Regions from separate parts of the Mus musculus genome. Here regions 1, 2, 4, 5, 6 and 7 are each linked to region 3. The links are chromatin contacts, called in public Hi-C, HiChIP or PLAC-seq, Micro-C and promoter capture Hi-C maps. All regions are on one chromosome and are shown on one strand. Each heading gives the region's core, a stretch centred on a gene start, on an enhancer-like site or on the middle of the called end of the contact. The rest is flanking DNA. Distances are from core to core; before and after follow the strand shown. Region 1 holds the start of 1700012D16Rik (RIKEN cDNA 1700012D16 gene). Region 2 overlaps St6galnac3 (ST6 (alpha-N-acetyl-neuraminyl-2,3-beta-galactosyl-1,3)-N-acetylgalactosaminide alpha-2,6-sialyltransferase 3). Region 3 holds the start of St6galnac5 (ST6 (alpha-N-acetyl-neuraminyl-2,3-beta-galactosyl-1,3)-N-acetylgalactosaminide alpha-2,6-sialyltransferase 5). Region 4 overlaps St6galnac3 (ST6 (alpha-N-acetyl-neuraminyl-2,3-beta-galactosyl-1,3)-N-acetylgalactosaminide alpha-2,6-sialyltransferase 3). Region 5 holds the start of Ak5 (adenylate kinase 5). Region 6 overlaps St6galnac3 (ST6 (alpha-N-acetyl-neuraminyl-2,3-beta-galactosyl-1,3)-N-acetylgalactosaminide alpha-2,6-sialyltransferase 3). Region 7 overlaps St6galnac3 (ST6 (alpha-N-acetyl-neuraminyl-2,3-beta-galactosyl-1,3)-N-acetylgalactosaminide alpha-2,6-sialyltransferase 3).

Region 1 (2,700 bases), core at 176-2,675, 320 kb before region 3:
TGGAAGGAGAAGAAGGAGTGTCGGAGGAGGGGCGGTGTGAATCCTGTAGTGTGTTCTGAGTTGCAGCATGAGTATTATAGAGACTTAGAACACCAAGCAGAGGAAGCTGAGAGGTCAGATTTGGAGATGTGGGGACTTGTGTTGGTGTCGGCATTCCCTGAAGCAGGGACTGTGGGTGGTAGATTAGGTAGTCAAGTATTTCTGCGATCCAGGCAAAGAGCTTCAACTTAGGCAGGAATAGATGAGTGGACTAAAGATGGATGACTTGAAGAGGACCTAAGAAAGGCCAACGTGCGGAATGATGGTATGAGGATGGGTGTCCCTCCAGTTTATAATGTACTAATTGAACAATGTGCATTGTAAAGTACACATAATATGCACAGGCATGCAGACAAAGAGTATGATTATTCTCATTGTGTTCATTTTAAAGTTCCTATATGACATGGAGTAGAAGTAGCCAACAATAAATGAAAGTAATACTATGAACTGCAAACAACAGGGCTGAGAAGGAAATTCTGACCTGTAAAGTAGAGACCCAGAAGTGATAGTTAAAACCCAGAGAGGAGAAACAAGATGGATCCAGGGACCCAGCTCTGGAGAGTACACAGAAAGGAGAGCCACAGGTGCATTCTGGGAGGAAGCGGTCAGAGACAGCATCACTTCACACAGGTCAGAGTAGCAGAGGCTCAGAACGGTGTCATGATCAAAACTGAAATGAAAAGTAGTGGGGTTCAGAACAAGGACCTATAGAGATTTAACCTCAAGGTTGAAGATCTATGACGTCCCACTTGTATAGATCCGCGTCTGCAGTGGTGTCTGTGTTCCGTCAGAAAGTGATTGCGGAGAGCGCGTGGGCAGAGTCCTTCCTAGTGGAGAACTTCAGGTGGGAGGGAAGAGCCCAGCAGATGGGACAGTGGCTTTAGGAAGTTCGGGTTCTAGAGTGGGCTGTTCACAGAGTAGAGATGTTTAAGAAAGGCTGGCAGCTGGGAAGGAGCCACCAATATGTCAATATAGAAATGCAGATGAAAGAGGGGGAAAAAAAACGACGCATCGTGCACCCAGAAGAACCACAGGATGGAAGCATGGGATCCAGAAGAAAGGATGGACCGAAGCAGGAGGGATTTAAAAAAATTATACCTATGGGGCTCAGAGGGTGATGAGAAGGAGGAATCAATAAACATGGAGAGGAGGGACAGAAAAGGTCGGTCCTGCCCTGTGACTTCAAGTCAGAGGCCGTCAGTACTGATCCATTCCTCCAACAGGGCTGCAAGATGACATAGGTGGATCCCATCGGGAGAGGCCCCTCCCCTCCCTCCCTCCCCTCCTGGGTTCCCCTTTATTTCCTCACACTGCCACATTGCTTCTCAGAGCCCCGCCCCAAGCACCTGGTCCTTTCTCTCACCTGCATGTCAAAGTTGTCGTTCAGAAGTGCTGGATATCCCGCTGCAATAGACTTCTCCTTAAAGCATCTCCCTGTTGTCTTCCTCCAAGCATGTTGTAAGTTTTTTCACATTCCACTGTGAATGTCTGTAGTAAGTTATTCTGCGATCGACTATGAATGCCTGTGGTCTGGCTAACTGCTCAGCTTTTCATGGGGACATGTGCCCTTTCCGAGGCCACTGAGGCTTTCAAACCTTCCCTCACCACACTCCGGCTGTCTTCCTCTACCCCGTAAACAGATGTCCTCAGCTCTAGCCACATAAGACTCTTCACGTTTGTAAAAAAATGAACCATATTTTTTGAAAGTCCTATGGCTAAATGAATTATCAGGCCACTAAACACCTCCCGGGGCAGGCACGAAGCTCAGCATCTCTACTGCCATCCAGGGTGGGGAGCAGCTGAATGCTTCTGTGGCAGGGCACAGTTCAGGACACACTGCCTTGGTGAATCTCATAGGGGTACATGGTTATGTGTTTTATCATAACAGAAATTTAGGGTGAAATTCCAAAACACTACTTTGTAATATCAGGCTTAAAGGCTATTTACTAATTCCTGCTACAAAAGCAGAAGTGAAGACATAGGCCATTTCCCCACTGTGCCCAAGTCTCCAAACGGACAGAAGGAACAATCCCTAGAGAATGACCTAGCCTTGTGCTTAGATACGGACGCCTTCATCCTGGAGCCGTCAACACACTCAGTGTTCTCACTGCCTTTGTTGCTGTGGTAAAGCACTAAGCAACCCAACTTGGGGGAGAAAAGGATTTACTTGGCTTTCATTTCCACATCACACACCAGGGCAGGAACTGAAGCACCAGCCGTGGAGGAAAGCTGGTTCTCAGCTTGCTTTCCATGGCTTGCTTAGCTGCATTTTTTTAGCACAACCCAGACCTACTGCCTGTAGTGGCAATGCCCACAGTGGGCTGGGCACTCCTCATTATCTAACAAGAAAGAAAATGTTCTACTTTCATGCCGGTCTAACGGAAGCAAGTCCTCAGTCAAGGTTCCTGCTTCTTGGGTGTCTTTAGTTTGTGTCAGATTGGCAAAAGCTAACAAACATGTCCAAGCTGGAAGGGCAAGCTGGAAGGATGGCTGGGCTCTCTGTTCTCTGTCAAGTGTGAATCTAGAACATATAACATTATGCTCTCAGAGACAAGCCAATGTTCTCCTACATTGTCACATCCAAGCTGTGAGCAGTGCCACAAGACTGATACCAGGTTCCAGTGTGACACAAGTGCTCAATATGCAGGCCCTGCTATGAAA
Region 2 (3,032 bases), core at 243-2,742, 440 kb before region 3:
TGAGTTTGTCTAACCATACCACATTCAGCTAGCTACCGTTTTATAAACTCGTAGTGATTCTTTGCTTTTCTCCCAGCCTATTGCATTTGTATCTATGGAAGCTGTATGGGGATGGCTTTCTTTTTATTTTGATTTTACGTCAATATCTTTCTTTCTTCACTCAGTGGCCTGGCTTTCTTGGTTTCTCAGTACTATTAACAAAATGTGTGCATCAGAATTCCGTAGTTATCGTCTAAAACATTGTCTCTTGTTTTCCTGTGAAGTGGGAAGGGAGAGCCTCCGGATCCATTCCTGAAATCAGCCCGTGGATAAACTTCACATGGGATGGACTTTCATCCTGGTACAGGAGGAGGCTAACAGTGGGTATCAGATACACTGGAACAGGGACTATGGATGCTTTTAACCTGTCATGTGGGTGCTGGGAACTGAATTCCAGACCTCGGCAAGAGCAGTCAAGTGCTCTTCACTGCTGAGCCATCTCTCCATCCCTTCACTGTTATTCCATATGTTTACATAGTCTGTATATATATATCTGCACATATATGTTACATAATCACTTCCCACAGCAGTGAGTAAGGGTCCCCCTCCCCTCTCCCTGCATCCTTGACACCATTGCTATTTATTCCTTATTGACAAATGATTTCCTGGTCATTACACTCTGTGGTGGCCATTTCTATTTATTCCTTATTGATGAGTGATTTCCTGGTCATTTTAGACTGTAGTGGCCATTGCTGTTTATTCCTTATTGATGAGCGATCCCCTGTCATTACGCTGTGGTGGCATATTGAACATCTTTGTCCCTAGCCGAGAGCAACATGCTCTGATAGACACTGAGAACATGCTCTGACACTGAGACCATGCGTGTACCAGTTTTCTTGCTCTCTGTGAAGAGTCTGGATTGTGTATTAGAGCGAATCCTGAGTTATCTTCCTGGAGGGAGAGGAAGAGATCCATAGGGAGGTTGCCTCTGAAGCTGGCCCCTGCTCAGTGTTTCCTAGTTGTAATAGTAGACGATGAGTTATGTCGCTTAGCCAGGGCCTCGGTGGGAATCTTGCGTTTGAGAAGACTCTTCTTTGCCTCCCCTGGTGGAGGTAGCAGGCTCCTTTTGCAGCATGCCTCAGGATTATACAAGTCTGTACCTTTGAGGACCTTCAATTAAAGGGAAATATGTCAACTATGGCAGCCGAGAGCACAGCTTTGTGTTGGCTGTGGTAGAATTATTTCTTGACATTAACAGTTTTATGCAGCCCCATATTAAGTTTTATGTCTCGATATAATGCCACCAGGTAGAAACCAAAGCAAATGCCACATCCCAAATCCAGAGAGAGTTGGAGCCAAACAGCGGGTTATCAAATCTGTATCTTTATGTGCTGTTCCTCGTCACGGGTGATTTAAACCCACAGCTCTGGAAGCTGCAGGAGCTGTATGGTGCAGCTTTGAGGAGGGACGAGGAACCGAGCCTGGCAGCCTGGCTTGGCTGAGCGGATTTCTCCCTAGAACAATCTTCTCAGTTCTTGGCACACTGAGGTTACTCAAAGAAGATGGAAACAGCTTGCTTAATCACTCCTGAAACAAGGGAAGAAGAATTAAAATACATTTTTTTAGTTTGTCAAGCAATGAAAACAATGCCAGCTTGTTAATGCGTCTCTTGTACCCTCCCTTGAAGGGCCTTAAAGAACACGGAGGAGGGGAAAGGCAGAATCTATTCCCTGATGGCGTCATTATTTGTGTGTGGTGTGGCTTCTAAGACTAAAACTCTAGAGATGTGAAGCCGTAAATGACAGCAGAAAGAGAGATTGTCCCCAGGGCTTGTCCTACGTGCTTTGTTCTGATTCATTCAAATTGGTTGATGAAAGCAAAGGTCTCATTTGTCTCAACATTAAAGTAGTAAATTAGCAGTCATCTGGTCCCTAATTGTCCTGGAAGACACTGAAGGTGCAGTAGGGCCCTGTCTCCCCATCTTAATATCACGTTGCTTCAGCTGAAATGAAGCAACTATTAGGGTTGTGCAAAGCAGTGCTTTTAATAATTTAGGCTGCTGGTTAGATTCAAGCATGAAGGGCTTTTGGTTTTTTTGTTCTTTGTCCTGAAATATTTATCGAAGCTCCTGTTTTTATTTGATGTGGACAAGTTTCCTTTCAGGTTCCAAGCTGTAAATGGAAATTCCTATCCAGCACGGGGCTGAGGTAGAGAGCGGGGTGAGAGTTCTCTCCGAGTCTCTTCCCTACCATCTCTGCCTGCTGCTAGGCCCCGGCGTTCACAGCATTGGTCAAATTTCCTTTAGTTCCTTGGTGACCTTTTCTAATCCTGACTGTTTCATAATTTAATGTTTTGACCTTTGTTTTCCACTGAGCGATGTTAGTGATGTATGCAGAGATTTAATGACTGGAAGTCGCTGACAGGTGACCTTTCATCCATGACTATTCCTTTTTGCTGGGGAAACCACACTGGTTTGTAGGTTTTATTTCACAGATTTTAATTGTCTGTAAGCTTGTTCGGAGGGAAAAGAGTAAAGGTTAAGTATTTCATTCTTCATACTGATTAAAATGTAAAAGGGCTGGCAGTTGTCCCAATCTATCATTCAAAAAGGGTAGAGCAATCCGCCCAGCTCACACTGGGAGAAGAGTGATGGAACTTTCCAGAAGGGTTGGTGAGGAGGATGAAAGGAAACCTAGAAAAGTGAGATAGCCTACAGTGAGCTAGCCCACCCACCTGGATGAAGACAGCAGGGGTGTCCTGTGTGTGCACACTCATGTGAAGTGAGCTAGCCCACTCACCTGGGTGAAGACAGCAGGTATGTCCTGTGTGTGCACACTCATGTGAAGTGAGCTAGCCCACCCACCTGGGTGAAGACAGCAGGGGTGTCCTGTGTGTGCATACTCATGTGAAATGAGCTAGCCCACCCACCTGGGTGAAGACATCAGGTGTGTCCTGTGTGTGCACACTCATGTGAAGTGAGCTAGCCCACCCACCTGGGTGAAGACAGCAGGTATGTCCTGTGTGTGCACACTCATGTAAGGTTTGGTGTAGGC
Region 3 (2,737 bases), core at 231-2,730:
CGTCTGGCTGCATCTCGAAAGCCGTGTTGGAGAAACACAGATAATCTGCTTGCAATGATTCATCAAGTTGGTCCTTTGTTTCATTAATTTGAGTGTCAAGTGCAGCCATACAATAAAGAATTGCCAAGACCCGATAAGATTCTCCTCTGCCTGCTGCCTTGCCTGTCCAGACAACGGGCACTATTCATGCCCACAGCACACATTGAATAAATAGCTAACCGCACTGCTGGCAGTATCGGATAGTATTTCCAATTTTTGTGTTTTCCTCGAAAGGCTCCATGGTGTGTGCTTCTGTCTCCTGGATGCTCATTACTGAACCAATAATTTTAACTTTGTTAATAGAGTTTGGACATGGGCCTCATACGTTAAAAATAGTCCCCGTTGTGCCATCCATCCAGCGGTAGATTAGAGAAGATTAAAGGGGGAGTTGCAAGGGCTCTCACTGTGCCTGCCCATGGTTCAGGTGGCCTGCTGATCGTTCTTAATGTGATCTTCAACCTCACACGGCTACATGTACAGTGTTAAGAGAGACATTAAGACGACTATGTTCACTGAATAATGTCACGTGGCTGAAATACGTTTTCAGCTAAATTAGAGGTTTAACAAATGCTTGCTCTAATTAGATGTAGGGACAAGAGCATACTTAGAGCAGGCTACTGATCTGAACTCAGCACTGAACAATGATCCAGCTTTTAACTGGAATCCAGGTCCTGATTGTGAAAGTATACGCCACCAGTGCCCCAGACAGCAGGAGGGACGAATCACAGCCTTCAGGATCCTAGGATGCGAGATCACTTTTTATCTTCAACAGCTAATATTTCTTCACTGACATTAGGAAGACTCTACAGTTCACGGTTAATCACATGAATGGGATGCACCGAGTGTTTCCAAAACTTTAAAATCATTTAAATGAGCACCAGGGACTTCGCAGGTTGAGTAGAAATATAAATTGTGTTCTTGGGAGCAAATGATGAATGAAGCCATTTGCATGGAAGGGTACGGTCCAAGGGAAGCAGGAGACTAATGATTTGTCAAAGCAGAATTAGGGAGGGAAAGGACATTTGAAAACAACTAGAAATTATTACAGCGGCGTAATTTTTAAGGAAAACAATCCCATGATCACATTTGCCAGGCTGTAAACACAAATGCAAATTTAAAGAGATCGATTGACATTTGGGAGGCTAACTTGTTTCTTTATTAAAATCACAAACCTGAAAATTTAGTAAATTTTCAAATGGCTACCGTGTTCAGGATCAAACTGGATTCTGCGTCCTTTTAACTTGACAGCCCCATTCAAAGATAATAAATCTTCAAACTAAGGAATGGGTGCACCTTTATGGTAACAGTCTTGCCCCAGAAATTCCACTTCACTGAGAAGATGGTTTGGGGGTTGGGAGGGGGACTGCAGAGGACTCTAGGACCCAGCAGGCGGCGGCAGGCGGCAGTGTGTGGATCGCTAAGACTCGGAGGGTCCGGCTCAGTTTTAATTCTCCTCTAATCTCTGCAACAGCAGCGCTTCCCGGTCCCGCGGCTCCTGCTCCCGCTCAGCTGCCGTCACTGCCAGGTGAGCATCTGAGCAGCCTCCGCCCCATCACCCACCATGGACAACCTCCAAGAAAAAGTGGCTCCGGACGCGCTTGCCTGAGAATTCCGCACAAAAGAGGAGCCCAAAATGAAGACCCTGATGGTGAGTCTGTTGTTCCAACTCTGCCAAGCAGAGGCAAAGACCCCTGGGATTCTGGGTCTCCTAGACCGTTGGGGAAGCCTCTCCGGGTATCTATCTCTGTGCCAAGAGGTCACCTGTCATTGGTGACAACTTTCTACCTGGCTTGGAATCCGGGATGGGCGCTAGGGATGCCTGGGCTCCTGGATCTTTAGCGAGTGATCCAAGGGGCGACTGGAGAGCAGAGGAGCAGGCTGACCTCTCCAGGGATGGAGGGTGTCCCACTGTGACCGCTGGGCACAAACTCAGAGGGGCGGGGAGGAAGCACCATCTTTGACTTTCTTGGTTTTCTTGTCGGATTTCAAACTTAGCGGGGATCTCTGCAGGAAGCCTCAGGGGGGCGAGAAGAGAGGGTGTTTGGAGGGCTGGAATCCGAGCAGCTTAGGTGGAGTCTAGATCCTCCTTCCCAAAGTACCCTGGGCGGACGCGCTCACCCTTGCACTGGTCACCGCGCGCCACCTGCCCTCCACTGTGAGACGCGGGCTGTGAGCAGCGATGCAGGAGCATCCCTGACGGGTGCGCAAGACCGTGTCACCTCTGCTCTCTGGCTGCTGGGAAGGCTGGGGCGGATGCTCCGGACTTGTGCTTGGTGCCAATAAGGAGCCAAGCTTCCCTGGTGCACCCTGAGCCACTGTCTTCTGCTCTCTCTCCCCCGCCCGCCTGCAGCGCCATGGTCTGGCAGTGTGTTTAGTGCTCACTACCATGTGCACCAGCTTGTTGCTCGTGTACAGCAGCCTCGGCAGCCAGAAGGAGCGGCCCCCGCAGCAGCAGCAGCAGCAGCAGCAGCAGCAGCAGGCGGCAACCGCGACTGGCAGCACGCAGCTTGTGGAGAGCAGTCCCCAGCCACGTAGAACCGCCCCCGCAGGACCCCGGCAGCTCGAAGGATACCTCGGTGTAGCAGACCACAAGGTGACAGCTTGTGCGCCGTCCTTCCCACCCGCCGCTCAGCCTGGGCACTCTGTACCCCTGATCCTTCCTCCTTCCTGGGGTAGTGAGCCACCAGAGCAGCTGTTA
Region 4 (2,700 bases), core at 37-2,536, 370 kb before region 3:
GAGAAATGTGTGTGGTCTACAGCGTGAAGTTAGAATGTAAGGTAGTCTCCATACCCATGAATAAATGATTGTTACATTCAGAGCTGCTTCATGTTTGGACTTTTCTGTGTCCTGCAAATTTGCAATGCTATCAGCAAGGTAGATTGTAGAGTCAAACTAGATCCTTATCCACCCTGCCCAGTAGCCTAGAAATGAGGCGGGACTCCACCTTGACGCTCATGGGTGGGAGGGAGTCCTGCAGAAGCTGTCGCACTGTGGTGTATGCTTTGACTTTTCATGATCACATGACAGGCTTGACATGAAGAAGTGGAGTCTGTCCTTGCCTTTTCAGTCTGAGTTGTGCCGGTAACACGGGGTAAAAGAGACTCCCATGCTTGTTACAACTCTGAGCCTTGCTTAAACGTTACATGACAGTTTCTTTCCTTGCCCTCCTGAAATCCATAGCTGCTGTATAAAAAGTGAAAGTCCTTGGGATGCTGGATACAAAGACCAGCTATCAGAAACCCAAGGAGGATGAATCATGGGAAGGGACAGACGGGCTGACCCCAGGGGATTCAGCCACTTCAATGGGGATACCAGATGATTGTAGTACCCAGCTTGATTACTGTGGTACCCAAGCTGCACAAGCCAGGACACGTGGATGGAGACTAGCCATTGCCCATGGAATGTGCCCAAGGGCAATGCTGAGCTGAGATCAGTGGTGGTGGTGGTGGTGGTGGTGGTGGTTGCTGGAAGCTTGTGAGTGTGGGGAACTTCTTCATGCCGCAGTCAAGTGTGAAGCAGAAGTGGAGATTACTGGGGCCATTGCTGAGATGCGTAGAAAGACAGGTAGCAGCAGGTGTGGGAGGATGAGGCATGGTGACAGCATCAGGACAGGGGTAAGGCAGGAGCAGCTAGAGGAGCAAGCCAGAAGCAAAGGTGGGTCAGCCGTAGATCCTCTGGAGGCTTTGAACAAAAAGATGGAAGGCTCTTCCCTGGGGGTCTAGCCCAGCATACTTTTTTCTAGCTCTTTCCAAACATACACGAAAACTTTGTTTTTGGCCGCAGAAGTGGAGACATCAGTGTGAGGTGGGTGGAAGGGAGAAAGAGAGGAGAGGGCACGTGTGTAAGCAGAAAGAGCCAGCCTGCCAAACTTACTTTAGTTACAGAAGGCTCCCTCCGAGCAAGTGAAGAAAGCCGCAAACAACCAATGTGACCGTCACCTTTTACATAGCACAGAATTAAATGAAAACCCCAAGTTCAGCTTTTTAAGTCACGGTGGATAGACTCGGCCTTTTGTAGGGTCCTCAAATGCTCTCCCAGGCAGACAGGCTCCTTTTGTTGTTCTGTGCTGTGTGGAGAGGCCACGGGCCCCTAGATGGGGCTTTTCTCCAATTTGTGTGATAGCTGCAAAAAGTGAGAGCCAAAATGGTCTTAGCTTTGACCGGAGCTCGGCACACATTGTGGGATGAGACTCGTGATGATGTTTCTGTAATTCAGACGTGTTGCTCTCAAGCACAGGTCTGTAGACGACTTTTTCTTCGTTACAAGGTCAAAGGTTAGAGATGTCACAGAGTGGGGCAGCCATTCCCACTCTCTGGTCAGCTGGAACTGAGTTCAAGTTTGAGGGTACCTTGTCTTGTACCCTCCTCTGTGAGGTGTGGGTGTGGGTGCTATGTCTGCATCCCCGGCTGTCCTGGTGAGTGACATCGGCGAGTGGATCTTAGTCTCCTAGGAAGCAGTGCATAGCAGCGCACCCTGAGGCCACTCACAGCCCAGCCAGAACCTTCTGTGTGTCTCGGTTGTCACTGACACTGTTTTCTGGTCTGTTGATAAGGAAATAAACACATTTTGATCAGTAAGTTAAACATGACGAACATTTAGCAGCAAATTAGGAACTGAATATTTGCACGAGGCCATTTTACAGTGAACTTGTGTCTTCTAAGATTCGCCATCCTCACCCATGAAGGACATTCTGTAGTATCAAAGAATTTTTGTAAATTTTTAAACAAACCAAAATAGACATTCTGGGTACTTCTTGCTTGTTTGCTTGCTTGCTTGCTTGCTTTTGTAATTTGGGATGTAGGAACATAAGCAGCTGTATTGAGTTCAGGAGCAAAGGGAAATGTCCTGCCAGAATACATCTTTTCCCTGTGCATCTCCCGCCCTCTCACTCTATGGTCACCGCAGCTGTGGTTTTGTGTACAAGACCTGCACAAGGTTAGGCCTCTCACATTTTATCCTGGATAAGAGAGGGCCCCCCAGGGACTCATTCCTCTCTGAGGGACTGTCGCTAATTCACAGATATTGGGAGAGAAGGTGTCACCATCTCCAGTGGTGAAGCCGCCGCTAAGTTTATCCAGTAAATAACATCCCACCCCCAGAGCCACTCAAGCAAGAACCCAATTATCGAGGTGTGCTACGCTCCAAAAGAAAATATGAGACTAGGCGGGAGACTGGCTGAGAAGAAAGTTCCAACAGGAGGGGCAGGGGTGTGACTGACAAAGGTTCATTATGTAAATGTATGAACTGGGAAACTACTTTTAAAATTTTAAAGGGGAGAAAACCAATATTTTAAGGTGGGAGGCAGCAAACTCCATCTATCTACAAGAGACAGAAAAGTAAATAATTTAGCTTTATAGGCCACACAGGACCTCTATCACATATCTGGTGTTCTTAGTTTAGAAAGTCCCCCTTTAAAAACAACAACCATGCAAAGTA
Region 5 (2,790 bases), core at 130-2,629, 310 kb after region 3:
CTAAGTCGACTAAGCCACCAGGCCCTAGGATTTTCCAAGGACTGTGGAAATGATTGCACAGGGCAGAGATGGCTTTGGCTCCCTCCAAAGCCTGCTGTCAACTAAGTGAGAGGAACATAAGTGGAGACATTCTCACAGAGGACACCAATGTCCTCAGAACTGAAAAAATCGCCCCCATAACATGACACATTATTATGGCATGTGGCTTCAAAAATGTTCACAAATTTTATTTAATTCTCAAAATTGAGCTAATTAAAATTTGATCTCCCGGGCTGGTGAGATGGCTCAGTGGGTAAGAGCACCTGACTGCTCTTCCGAAGGTCCGGAGTTCAAGTCCCAGCAACCACATGGTGGCTCACAACCACCCATAATTAGATCTGATGCCCTCTTCTGGTGCGTCTCAAGACAGCTACAGTGTACTTACATATAATAAATAAATAAATCTTTAAAAAAAAATTGATCTCCCTCCCTCTGCTCAAATAAAGCTGTAGCTTGAGCAACAGCGGCTTATGTGGACCAAGAAATAGGTCCAAGGAAAGATCCTGAAACAGACATTCAAATGGTGAGTTTTTAATTTGAAGCATTTAGAGTGCTGGTTTCTACCAGACCCCAGATGCCAGGAGTCTGTATGTAGCTTTTGCCTCCTTTCTTCCACATACCCTCTCCAGAGTGGGCCCTTGCAGGCAGTTAGAGATCATATTCCCTGGAGACCCAGAGCATCTCTCAAAGAGCAGTGAAAAGACATCTGTGGGAAATGAGTCATCTTGGTAGCTGTGGGGAGGATGGGTGCACCTTGGTCTGTAACTGGGTAGGCACCAGTACACCTCACCAGCCGTCTCCTGTTAGGGCGTTCTGATGGCCCTTGGGCCAGTGACCACTTTGCAGTTTAAAGCAGACCCCAGCTCTCCACCACTCAGTCCTCTCTTCCTCCTTCAGCTCCTCCCAGCAGAAAAGATTCTTTGACTGCTCACTAAATCTTACGCTAAGGATTTCAGGCCTTCTACTCAAATGTTTAAGTTGCTCCAACTTTTCTTAAGGGCTGGGTACTCCAGTGTTAAAAGACCCAACAGAATCCTTCCTCTTTCCCTACTTCCAACTCCCTATCACTGAAAGGCCATTAACTTAAGAATATATGAATTCTCTGACTTGGGTTTTTCCCCCCTGGAAGAGCTCCTGGAGGAGCTCATGATAAGTGGTGTCTGTCTGTCTGTCTATCGTCTGTGGTGTGTGTGGGAGTGTCTGTCTGTGGTAAGTTTGTGGGGGGGGGAGTGTCTGTCTATAGTGTGTATGGTGTGTCTGTATAGTGTGTGTGTGGGGGGGTGTCTGGTGTGTGTGTCTGGTGTGTGTGTCTGGTGTGTGTGTGTGTGTGTGTGTGTGTGTGTGTGTGTTTGTGTGTGTGTGTGTGTGTGTAGAAGCAAAACTGTATCCAGCTCCAATCGCCCGGTTCTTGGCTCCTTGGTGCCCTGGCTGCCCTGGCTGCGTTGCGGGCTGGGGAGTGACTGCAGCCCGCGCGTCCCCACCCCCGCGCCCCGCGCCCGCCCGCGCAGCGTGACTGGCGGCCGCCGCAGCGAGCTCCGGAGGCGCGGGCCGAGCGCGCAGAGCCGGGAGGCGGCGGCTGGTGGCGTCGGCCGCGTGGTCCTCCTCCGCGCCCCTCCCCTGGCGCTCGCGCTGCCTGCGCCCGGGAAGCCGCTGCTGCTCGCTGCTGGCTGGCGCGGGGACCGGCGCGGACGCGGGGGCGACGGGAGCGCGGACTGCACAGCTGCCCGGGAGTCGCTGAGGGGACCCCGGCCTGAGCGCATCCAAGTGAGGGCTGCGCCCCGCCAGCCCCAACCTCGGGAGCTTCCCCTCCTGCTCCCCACTGCACGCGCGCCGTACAGCCATGAACACCAACGACGCCAAGGAGTACCTGGCCCGGAGGGACATTCCTCAGCTTTTCGAGGTAAGAGGCTGGGGTGGCCAAAGGATCCCCAGCGAATGTCCCGAGGGCCAGTGCCCGGCTGCACCTTCCGGTGTAGGGTCCCTAATGAAGGCGCTCACAGAGGCTCGCCGTTCCCTTCGCCCCAGACAAGTCGCCTTGTGCGCTCGGGTCGCTCGGGTCCTTTTCAAATGCAGGCTTCGAAACCCGTATCTTGGGATCAAGTTTCCCTCTTCAAGCTGGGTACTGGATGCAGGCTGTCCCCAGAGTATCCCTCCGAGATGGGCACCCAGAATGGACAGCAGATCGTGGCCTGGCAGCACTCTCTGGGACTGAGGGTCAAGCCAGGTGAGACCAGTGTCGCCCACACGGAGGCAGGACAGGAAACTGAAGGTTCCAGAGTCCTAAACATTCCAGGCGCCAAGCGTTGGGACCCCTTGCAGGGGAGGGAAAGCGTGGACGAAGCGACTCTCCCGGGGGGGACGGCTTGAGGAGAAGGATGAAGATGGAGAGGGAGAAAAAAAACCCACACACGCATATATACACACAGCCCAGCCGATCCAGTGCAGCGCTATCTCCTGGGTCCCTGAAGCTCTAAGCGGCCAGTCAATGAACTCCCGAGCGCGTTTGCTGGTTGCTTGAAAGGTCCTCCCAGCCTCCAGCGCCAGCCCTCGCGCCCACCTACACAGACTGGGTTCGACTGGGAGCGGCCAGACAGGCGTGACTCCTGTTGCTGGCCTCTGCTGGGCTTAGCAGCAGCATCCAGCATCCGCACCAGGGACAGGGGATAGGAATGTGAGGAAGGAGGCTTGAGGAATGAGCTAAAGGTACCTGCTTCCCAGAGAGAAGTCCTGCTTCCTATTATTCTCTCCACA
Region 6 (2,952 bases), core at 348-2,847, 480 kb before region 3:
GTGTTGTAGACAAGATGTTAGGTTAGCACACTGAGTTGCATCATGGTGGTTGCCGCCGTGGGTCTGAGACACTCTTCCAAACCTGGCTGGAAGGCGCAGCTCATCCATGAAGCTGTCTCCTCCTTCTCTCTTCCCTCTGTGCTTTGCCTTCTGATGTTTCCATCTTCACTGGCTGATTCTCAGTCTCTCTGAGGATGTGTTCCCAAAATACAGCATGCACTGCCCACCCAAAGATACTCTTTCTTCACAGACTCCCACATACTGATGTAAATGGGACCACCAACAATGACTTCTTTAATGACACCTAAATCAGTGTATAGATGCTTTGTTCCTTGGTTTTCTAAGATTGGTAGGAGTGTGGTTATAGTGTCTGAATGAGGAATGTCCCCCACAGGCACGAGTGTTTGGTGCTTGGTCCTTGGTTGGTGGCACTGTTTCCGCAGTTATAGAACCTTCAGGAGGTGTAGCCTTCATGGAGAAAATGAGTTCCTGAACTGTTTTTGAGCGCTTATAGCTATCCCACTTCTAGATTGAGCTCTGTGCTTTGGAATGAGTTTGGGATCCCCCAGCTCCCAGCTTCCTGCTCTTGCCATCTGGTGTCATGCCTCCCCCACCCGACACCCACCCACCACACACAAGGGGACCATGAGCAATAAGTAAAGAATCTCTTCCTTAAGTTACACTCAGTTGTGACATTGTATCACATGAACAGAAGACTAACTAGTGCAATGACTTACATGGAGAACAGAGGATGCCTTTGAAAGCCTATTTTTTTTTTTTTTTTTTACTAATGAAGCCAAATTTACTAGAATAGATCTTTTTGATCACATCTGGATATGTAACAAAATTGTTTGTGTTTAAGAAATGAAGTAGATTTGTAGATTTGATGCCTCTCTCATCTCTTTTGTTTTTAAGTTTTCTTCTTTTTCTTCCTCCTCCTCCTCCTCCTCACCTCCCCCCTTTTTTTAATTATACAAGGTCTCTATGTAGTTAAGGCTATCCTGAAGTTCACCAGTCTGACCTCGAAATCACAGAGATCCAAGTGCTTGGATAGAAGGCCTACACCACCATTCCCAGCCTTGATGCTTCTATTTTTATTGGAAAGAAAGAGTTCGCTGAGGAAGTTGCATGAGGCAGACATTGACTGGGGGAACAATACAGACTGGGGAGAAGTGGTGGAGAGGCCGGTCTAGAAAAAGGAAAGCTTGTCCACAGGATTTACAGAGCAGATGTGGAACATGCACGACCCTAGGAGGCCAGAAAGCTGTGAGTTGAGCCCTGGAGTCTGGGTTTGGTACAGGTAAATCTGCTTGGGGAGGGTGTGCTGCTGAGCCCAGGGCTTCTTATTCTCTGGCACCTGAGCTCCTCTTTGTCCCTAAGTGACATCTTTTGAGTGACAGTATTTTCTGCTTCCTGTTTTGGTTTTCAAAGCAGCCACTTGGGCAGCACAGTGTGCTAGATCCTGAGAGGAATCTTGTCTGAAATGCAGATTTGGGTTTTGATCTGCATTTTGTAGGTCAATAGTCTCAGTTACTTGGCAGTAATTACAGGGCTCACAAGGCTGTTGCTCCTGAATAATTTATCCTCTGTTAGCTACAAACAAACTCTCCTAAGGAACAGCTCCCTCTCTGGCTACTGTTTTTCCAGGGGAGCGAGGTGGTTCATCCCTTCTAGAGTTGGTCTTGAGTACAGACTCTCCGGTCACAGAGATGTGACCTGAAGCCCACACTGAGTACCAGACACGCTTTTCTCTTCCTAGCCTCAGGCACGGATGACCCCGTAGATGTGTTCTTAACTTGGCATGTGAGGCTTCGGAGCATATCCTTGTCTATTTGTGGGCTTTGGCAGCAGGAAGCAGAGGCGAAAGCTTTTGGTGATGCGCAGAGCAGGCTGATGAAGCGCCGTGCACTGACAAGTCCTCTTCCATCATTTCCATTCGGGTTTTAAATTCCGTGTTTATCCCGTTGTTTGCTTGTTTGCTTGTTTGTTTACTGGTTTGTCCTGAGACACCCTTGTTTTAAAGCCCAGGCTGACATCAGACTGGGATCCCTCTGCCTGTGCTAAAACAGTAAGCATAGCGCAATCTTTCTTTTGTAAGACCATGGGTTCTAGATACTAAATCCATGTCCACATGTTTGCACTTTATGGACCGTGTCATCTCCTTAGCCACTAAACTTTTAAATTTTAATTGTCAAGAAATAGTTGCTTGCATGTTGCCCTGGGGAACAGCATGATTGGTTGACTGACTGATTGATTGATTGATTGATTGATTGATTTGTATGCATTTTGCTACAGCATCACTCACATGGCCAAGATAGTTTGCACAGAACTGCAGTGGGAGGCATGGGAGGGATGTGTCACTGTGGCTTCTATTGCTGTTACAGAGTCTCTGCCAAAAGCAACTTTTCAGGGAAAATGATTTATTCTGGTCTACAGTTCAAGGGTCACAGTTCAAGGGTGCAGTCTCCCATGACGGGAAGTCAAGCGGCATCTGGCCACGTCCTATTCATGATCAGGTGTCAAAGAGTAGTGAGTGTGCATAGCTGTTTCTTCCTCCCCTTCTCTGTGTTCTGCTTCTCAAACCCAGCCTAGGGATTGGCGCCACCCACAAGGATTTCTTCAGGATAATGAGATGCTCACAGACATCTCAGAGGCTCATCTTCCCTGGAGGAAGGGGTCATCATGCCCCCAGGGCAGAGGCTGCAGGCTGTTTATCTTAAAGAGTGGGTTTTGTTAAGTATGGATGAGTGTGTGTATTAGTTACCTTTCCGTTGCTGTGATAAAATGCCATGGCCTAAAACAGCTTACAGATGGTAGAAATTATTCCTGCTCCTGGTTCCAGAGAGGGAAATGCATAATAAGTGTGTGGGTTGGTGAGGGTTGCCTAGCAGCAGGAAGCCAAAGCAGGAACCCAAGAGATCCAATCTTTAGCACAGGAAACTGAGAAAGCAA
Region 7 (2,775 bases), core at 238-2,737, 410 kb before region 3:
CGTGTCTGTAATCCTGCCATCGAGATGATTAATAGAGGCTTCAGCTGTAAATTCATCCCTTATAATGTGATATAAAAGGCCTCTGAGCAGGCAGCACGGTGTGAACTGCGAGTCTCGTCCCCCCTGCCTTCTATGGGAGTTTTCCTTTCAAGTCCTTGGACTGTCTCTGTGGTTGCTAAGGCAAGATGCACAGACCTCTCTGATATTCTCGTGGCTCAGAGCCATAACTGAAACCTCACAGGGACTAAGGAGAACTAATTAGGTGTTCCCAAAATACACATCATTTTATGATTTTGCACATCACCGTGATGAAAATAACAGTCTAATTCCATCAAGTCATGTAAATTATAGCGAGGGGGACGATGAGAGGCGGCAATCCTCCCTCCTTCAGAGACGTTAACTCGGTTGTCAGCACATCCACAGGTCCAGAAATCACAAAAAAGAGGCACAACTTTGTAGTGCAAGTGAGGTTTGGTGATCATCTATGGCTTCCATTTCTTTTTTTTTTTTTTTTTTTTTGAATGATATTTTTATTTTATTTTTTTTTCCATTTTTTATTAGGTATTTAGCTCATTTACATTTCCAATGCTATACCAAAAGTCCCCCTTACCCACCCACCCCCACTCCCCTACCCACCCACTCCCCCCCTTTGGCCCTGGCGTTCCCCTGTACCGGGGCACACAAAGTCTGCGTGTCCAATGGGCCTCTCTTTCCAGTGATGGCCGACTAGGCCATCTTTTGATACATATGCAGCTAGAGTCAAGAGCTCAGGGGTACTGGTTAGTTCATAATGTTGTTCCACCTATAGGGTTGAAGATCCCTTTAGCTCCTTGGGTACTTTCTCTAGCTCCTCCATTGGGAGCCCTGTGATCCATCCATTAGCTGACTGTGAGCATCCACTTCTGTGTTTGCTAGGCCCCGGCATAGTCTCACAAGAGACAGCTACATATGGCTTCCATTTCTAAAGTGCGCTTCTATGAAGGGTCTGTGCACATGCAAGCATTCAAGCGTCTGTTAGGAGCTGAGGCAGCTGCATCCCTTCTCATCAAAGATAGAGAGCATCCTGCTTACTAACACACCCACATGCACTCCTACTAAGCTCCTCTACTAAGGAGGGGCGCTCCTGGGTTTGATAGGCAGCTCAGAGAGTAGCTTCATTCATGCCTTCTGCAGATGTCTCCCGAGCACATATTCCCTGGGTGATAAGTAGGTGTCAGACATTGTCCAGATGCAGAGGCGCTGTTGATGTTTGAGACACGTTCTCTGGCTGAGGCTCTGGCATGTGTAGGCAGGTTCTCTACATCCGGTCTCACCTCCTTGTTTTTAATATTTATAAATAACACTCATCAGGATGTCAGTAGGTAGGAAGTGAAAGTAGCTGAGAAACCTGGCCAAGACGAAGCAAATCCCAGCGTGAGTTAAAAAGATGCTGCCCCCAAGGATATGCAGTGAGCCGAGATGGATTCTCGAGGCAAAAAAAAAAAAAAAAAAAAAAAAAAGAAGTCTTATGCTGAAGTCTAGGCTCTACCTCACAGATGGGCAATCCATGGGCTAGAGATTGCATCTGAATTCCCTACAGACCCGTTAGGAAATCAAGACCATGTACTTCTAAAGCCCGGCGTCTGCCCAGAATATGAACTCATAAATATGTTAGCTTAAGTAAAGCTTATGATAATGCACATGAATCATGTTCCTACTTTGAAAAGCACAGACCCCATAATTCAATACTTCTGGGACATCTCCAGATAGCTGCAGGAGTTTTCTCCTTCATTTATTCTCTTAGGCCTTGACTCAGATGACACCTTGTCAGAGAGCCCTTCCCTGGCAACACCCCCTACCACCCCTCTCTGACCTGGGCATCAAACTCCATTTTCCAGATGTCATTTACTACTGTGTGACAAGTTGCAATTTCCACTTACTCTATGAGAGACTTAGGCAAGGGCGGATGGACTCGACGCTCTATCCTGTCCTTCAGAGTGAACCTAACACACAGCATCACCCAGTCCTTGAGGGGAGTGATGTGGCTTTGAGGGATGGTAGCTCATTAACACTAGAAGCAGTGTTAGCCAGGCTCTCTTAGGATTAGATCTCTCATGCCCTGACCTAACCTAGTCCCTGAGATTCTTCGGGCTGAGGGGCATGCAATGCAGTATGCCTTGGTGTGACTTTTCCAAAGTGAACTTTATGCTTTGAATGGTGTGATTTGTGAGAAATGATGTATTTGCTAGTTAGCATTTAATTTGTTTTTCTGTTTTCCTAAATCTAAGACAAATACAATTTCCATCAGAAATTCTGGTAACTAGGGAGCCCATATTGAAACAATATAGTTCTGCTCAAAAGCCTGGAAGGCAAATGTTTCAGTCAGGTTCTGTATTGAGGGGGAAAAATTAAACTATCCCTGCTCAACTTTCTGAGATTTCATATATAGCTCAAGAATCTCCACAAACAAGTCTAGTGGGCGAAGAGAAAGGGGGGGAGGAGATGGGGAGCTAAAAATGAGTCCAGCGCATTTATTTTACAGGCAAGAAAAGCTAAGATCAAAACAAATGTAGTGACTCTGCCAGAAGTCCATGCATTTCTGTGGGGCTTTGCTCCAGGAACCTCTGCCAGGCTGGTATACTGCTCGCTGGCTGCTGTGCCTCCCCCACTCTGGACACCCACGGCAGTGTGGTCCACTGCTTCCTTGTGAAGGATCTCCTATGGCCTTTTAGCCCGAAGAGTCTCAAGGACTAGAACCTGGGGCTCTGATTTTGTCCATTCTGTGGCATGCCATAT

What was found. Promoter capture Hi-C pulls out the DNA fragments that hold promoters and counts their contacts. Hi-C and Micro-C count contacts between places; a contact is called where the count stands out from the background. HiChIP or PLAC-seq counts read pairs in DNA pulled down with a chosen protein or histone mark.
Region 1: a contact with region 3 is called in an H3K27ac HiChIP or PLAC-seq map of SST interneurons, with 4 times the contacts expected there. The contact joins the promoter of 1700012D16Rik here to the promoter of St6galnac5 in region 3. A contact is called at or near these places in 6 of 39 promoter capture datasets (the 3T3-L1 cell line, the SN4741 cell line, embryonic stem cells and 3 more) and 8 of 115 datasets of contacts at active chromatin or transcription factors (SST interneurons, VIP interneurons, craniofacial prominence and 5 more).
Region 2: a Hi-C map of cortical neurons shows a contact between it and region 3, with 2.9 times the contacts expected there. The contact joins the enhancer-like site here to the promoter of St6galnac5 in region 3. A contact is called at or near these places in 3 of 39 promoter capture datasets (embryonic stem cells, hematopoietic stem and progenitor cells and second pharyngeal arch cranial neural crest), 2 of 484 Hi-C or Micro-C datasets (cortical neurons and nephron progenitors), 8 of 115 datasets of contacts at active chromatin or transcription factors (SST interneurons, embryonic forebrain, embryonic hindbrain and 4 more) and 3 of 9 other capture datasets (embryonic stem cells, liver and pancreatic islet).
Region 4: an H3K4me3 HiChIP or PLAC-seq map of embryonic hindbrain shows a contact between it and region 3, with 4 times the contacts expected there. The contact joins the enhancer-like site here to the promoter of St6galnac5 in region 3. A contact is called at or near these places in 1 of 39 promoter capture datasets (liver), 1 of 484 Hi-C or Micro-C datasets (cortical neurons) and 8 of 115 datasets of contacts at active chromatin or transcription factors (astrocytes, embryonic basal ganglia, embryonic forebrain and 5 more).
Region 5: a Micro-C map of embryonic stem cells shows a contact between it and region 3, with 3 times the contacts expected there. The contact joins the promoter of Ak5 here to the promoter of St6galnac5 in region 3. A contact is called at or near these places in 2 of 39 promoter capture datasets (pre-B cells and stem cell-derived epiblast-like cells) and 1 of 484 Hi-C or Micro-C datasets (embryonic stem cells).
Region 6: a contact with region 3 is called in a promoter capture Hi-C map of hippocampal neurons, with 11 times the contacts expected there. The contact joins the enhancer-like site here to the promoter of St6galnac5 in region 3. A contact is called at or near these places in 4 of 39 promoter capture datasets (the C10 cell line, hippocampal neurons, liver and 1 more) and 11 of 115 datasets of contacts at active chromatin or transcription factors (SST interneurons, embryonic basal ganglia, embryonic forebrain and 6 more).
Region 7: a Hi-C map of the N1E-115 cell line shows a contact between it and region 3, with 6 times the contacts expected there. The contact joins the enhancer-like site here to the promoter of St6galnac5 in region 3. A contact is called at or near these places in 4 of 39 promoter capture datasets (the 3T3-L1 cell line, frontonasal cranial neural crest, hippocampal neurons and 1 more), 3 of 484 Hi-C or Micro-C datasets (the N1E-115 cell line, cerebral cortex and cortical neurons), 5 of 115 datasets of contacts at active chromatin or transcription factors (embryonic forebrain, embryonic stem cells, forebrain and 2 more) and 1 of 9 other capture datasets (embryonic stem cells).

What each region holds. Positions count from the first base shown.
Region 1 is chr3:153,297,374-153,300,073 of GRCm38.p6, reverse strand. 1700012D16Rik (RIKEN cDNA 1700012D16 gene) reads left to right here and starts at 1,425. Exons shown (of 2, transcript NR_126464.1): 1 at 1,425-1,497. All of the region lies in intron 3 of St6galnac3 (ST6 (alpha-N-acetyl-neuraminyl-2,3-beta-galactosyl-1,3)-N-acetylgalactosaminide alpha-2,6-sialyltransferase 3), which reads left to right.
Region 2 is chr3:153,420,496-153,423,527 of GRCm38.p6, reverse strand. All of the region lies in intron 2 of St6galnac3 (ST6 (alpha-N-acetyl-neuraminyl-2,3-beta-galactosyl-1,3)-N-acetylgalactosaminide alpha-2,6-sialyltransferase 3), which reads left to right. Among named protein-coding and RNA genes, the nearest start is that of Gm46831, 87 kb to the left of the region's middle. Within about 2 kb of position 1,492, at least 3 of the 459 cell types and tissues checked have an H3K27ac peak or open chromatin away from gene starts, as enhancers often do. A contact at or near this core is called in cortical neurons, where this site is marked.
Region 3 is chr3:152,980,953-152,983,689 of GRCm38.p6, reverse strand. St6galnac5 (ST6 (alpha-N-acetyl-neuraminyl-2,3-beta-galactosyl-1,3)-N-acetylgalactosaminide alpha-2,6-sialyltransferase 5) reads left to right here and starts at 1,480. Exons shown (of 5, transcript NM_012028.5): 1 at 1,480-1,687; 2 at 2,390-2,632. The coding sequence starts at 1,673. All of the region lies in intron 3 of Gm46830 (a long non-coding RNA gene), which reads right to left.
Region 4 is chr3:153,350,642-153,353,341 of GRCm38.p6, reverse strand. The region is part of intron 3 of St6galnac3 (ST6 (alpha-N-acetyl-neuraminyl-2,3-beta-galactosyl-1,3)-N-acetylgalactosaminide alpha-2,6-sialyltransferase 3); the gene reads left to right. Among named protein-coding and RNA genes, the nearest start is that of 1700012D16Rik, 53 kb to the right of the region's middle. Within about 2 kb of position 1,286, at least 7 of the 459 cell types and tissues checked have an H3K27ac peak or open chromatin away from gene starts, as enhancers often do.
Region 5 is chr3:152,666,949-152,669,738 of GRCm38.p6, reverse strand. It overlaps Ak5 (adenylate kinase 5), which reads left to right and starts at 1,379. Exons shown (of 14, transcript NM_001081277.2): 1 at 1,379-1,939. The coding sequence starts at 1,880. It overlaps AI115009 (expressed sequence AI115009), which reads right to left. Exons shown (of 4, transcript NR_040386.1): 1 at 1,907-2,790.
Region 6 is chr3:153,457,401-153,460,352 of GRCm38.p6, reverse strand. All of the region lies in intron 2 of St6galnac3 (ST6 (alpha-N-acetyl-neuraminyl-2,3-beta-galactosyl-1,3)-N-acetylgalactosaminide alpha-2,6-sialyltransferase 3), which reads left to right. Among named protein-coding and RNA genes, the nearest start is that of Gm46831, 50 kb to the left of the region's middle. Within about 2 kb of position 1,597, at least 30 of the 459 cell types and tissues checked have an H3K27ac peak or open chromatin away from gene starts, as enhancers often do. A contact at or near this core is called in SST interneurons, forebrain and hippocampal neurons, where this site is marked.
Region 7 is chr3:153,395,318-153,398,092 of GRCm38.p6, reverse strand. All of the region lies in intron 3 of St6galnac3 (ST6 (alpha-N-acetyl-neuraminyl-2,3-beta-galactosyl-1,3)-N-acetylgalactosaminide alpha-2,6-sialyltransferase 3), which reads left to right. Among named protein-coding and RNA genes, the nearest start is that of 1700012D16Rik, 98 kb to the right of the region's middle. Within about 2 kb of position 1,487, at least 6 of the 459 cell types and tissues checked have an H3K27ac peak or open chromatin away from gene starts, as enhancers often do. A contact at or near this core is called in the N1E-115 cell line, where this site is marked.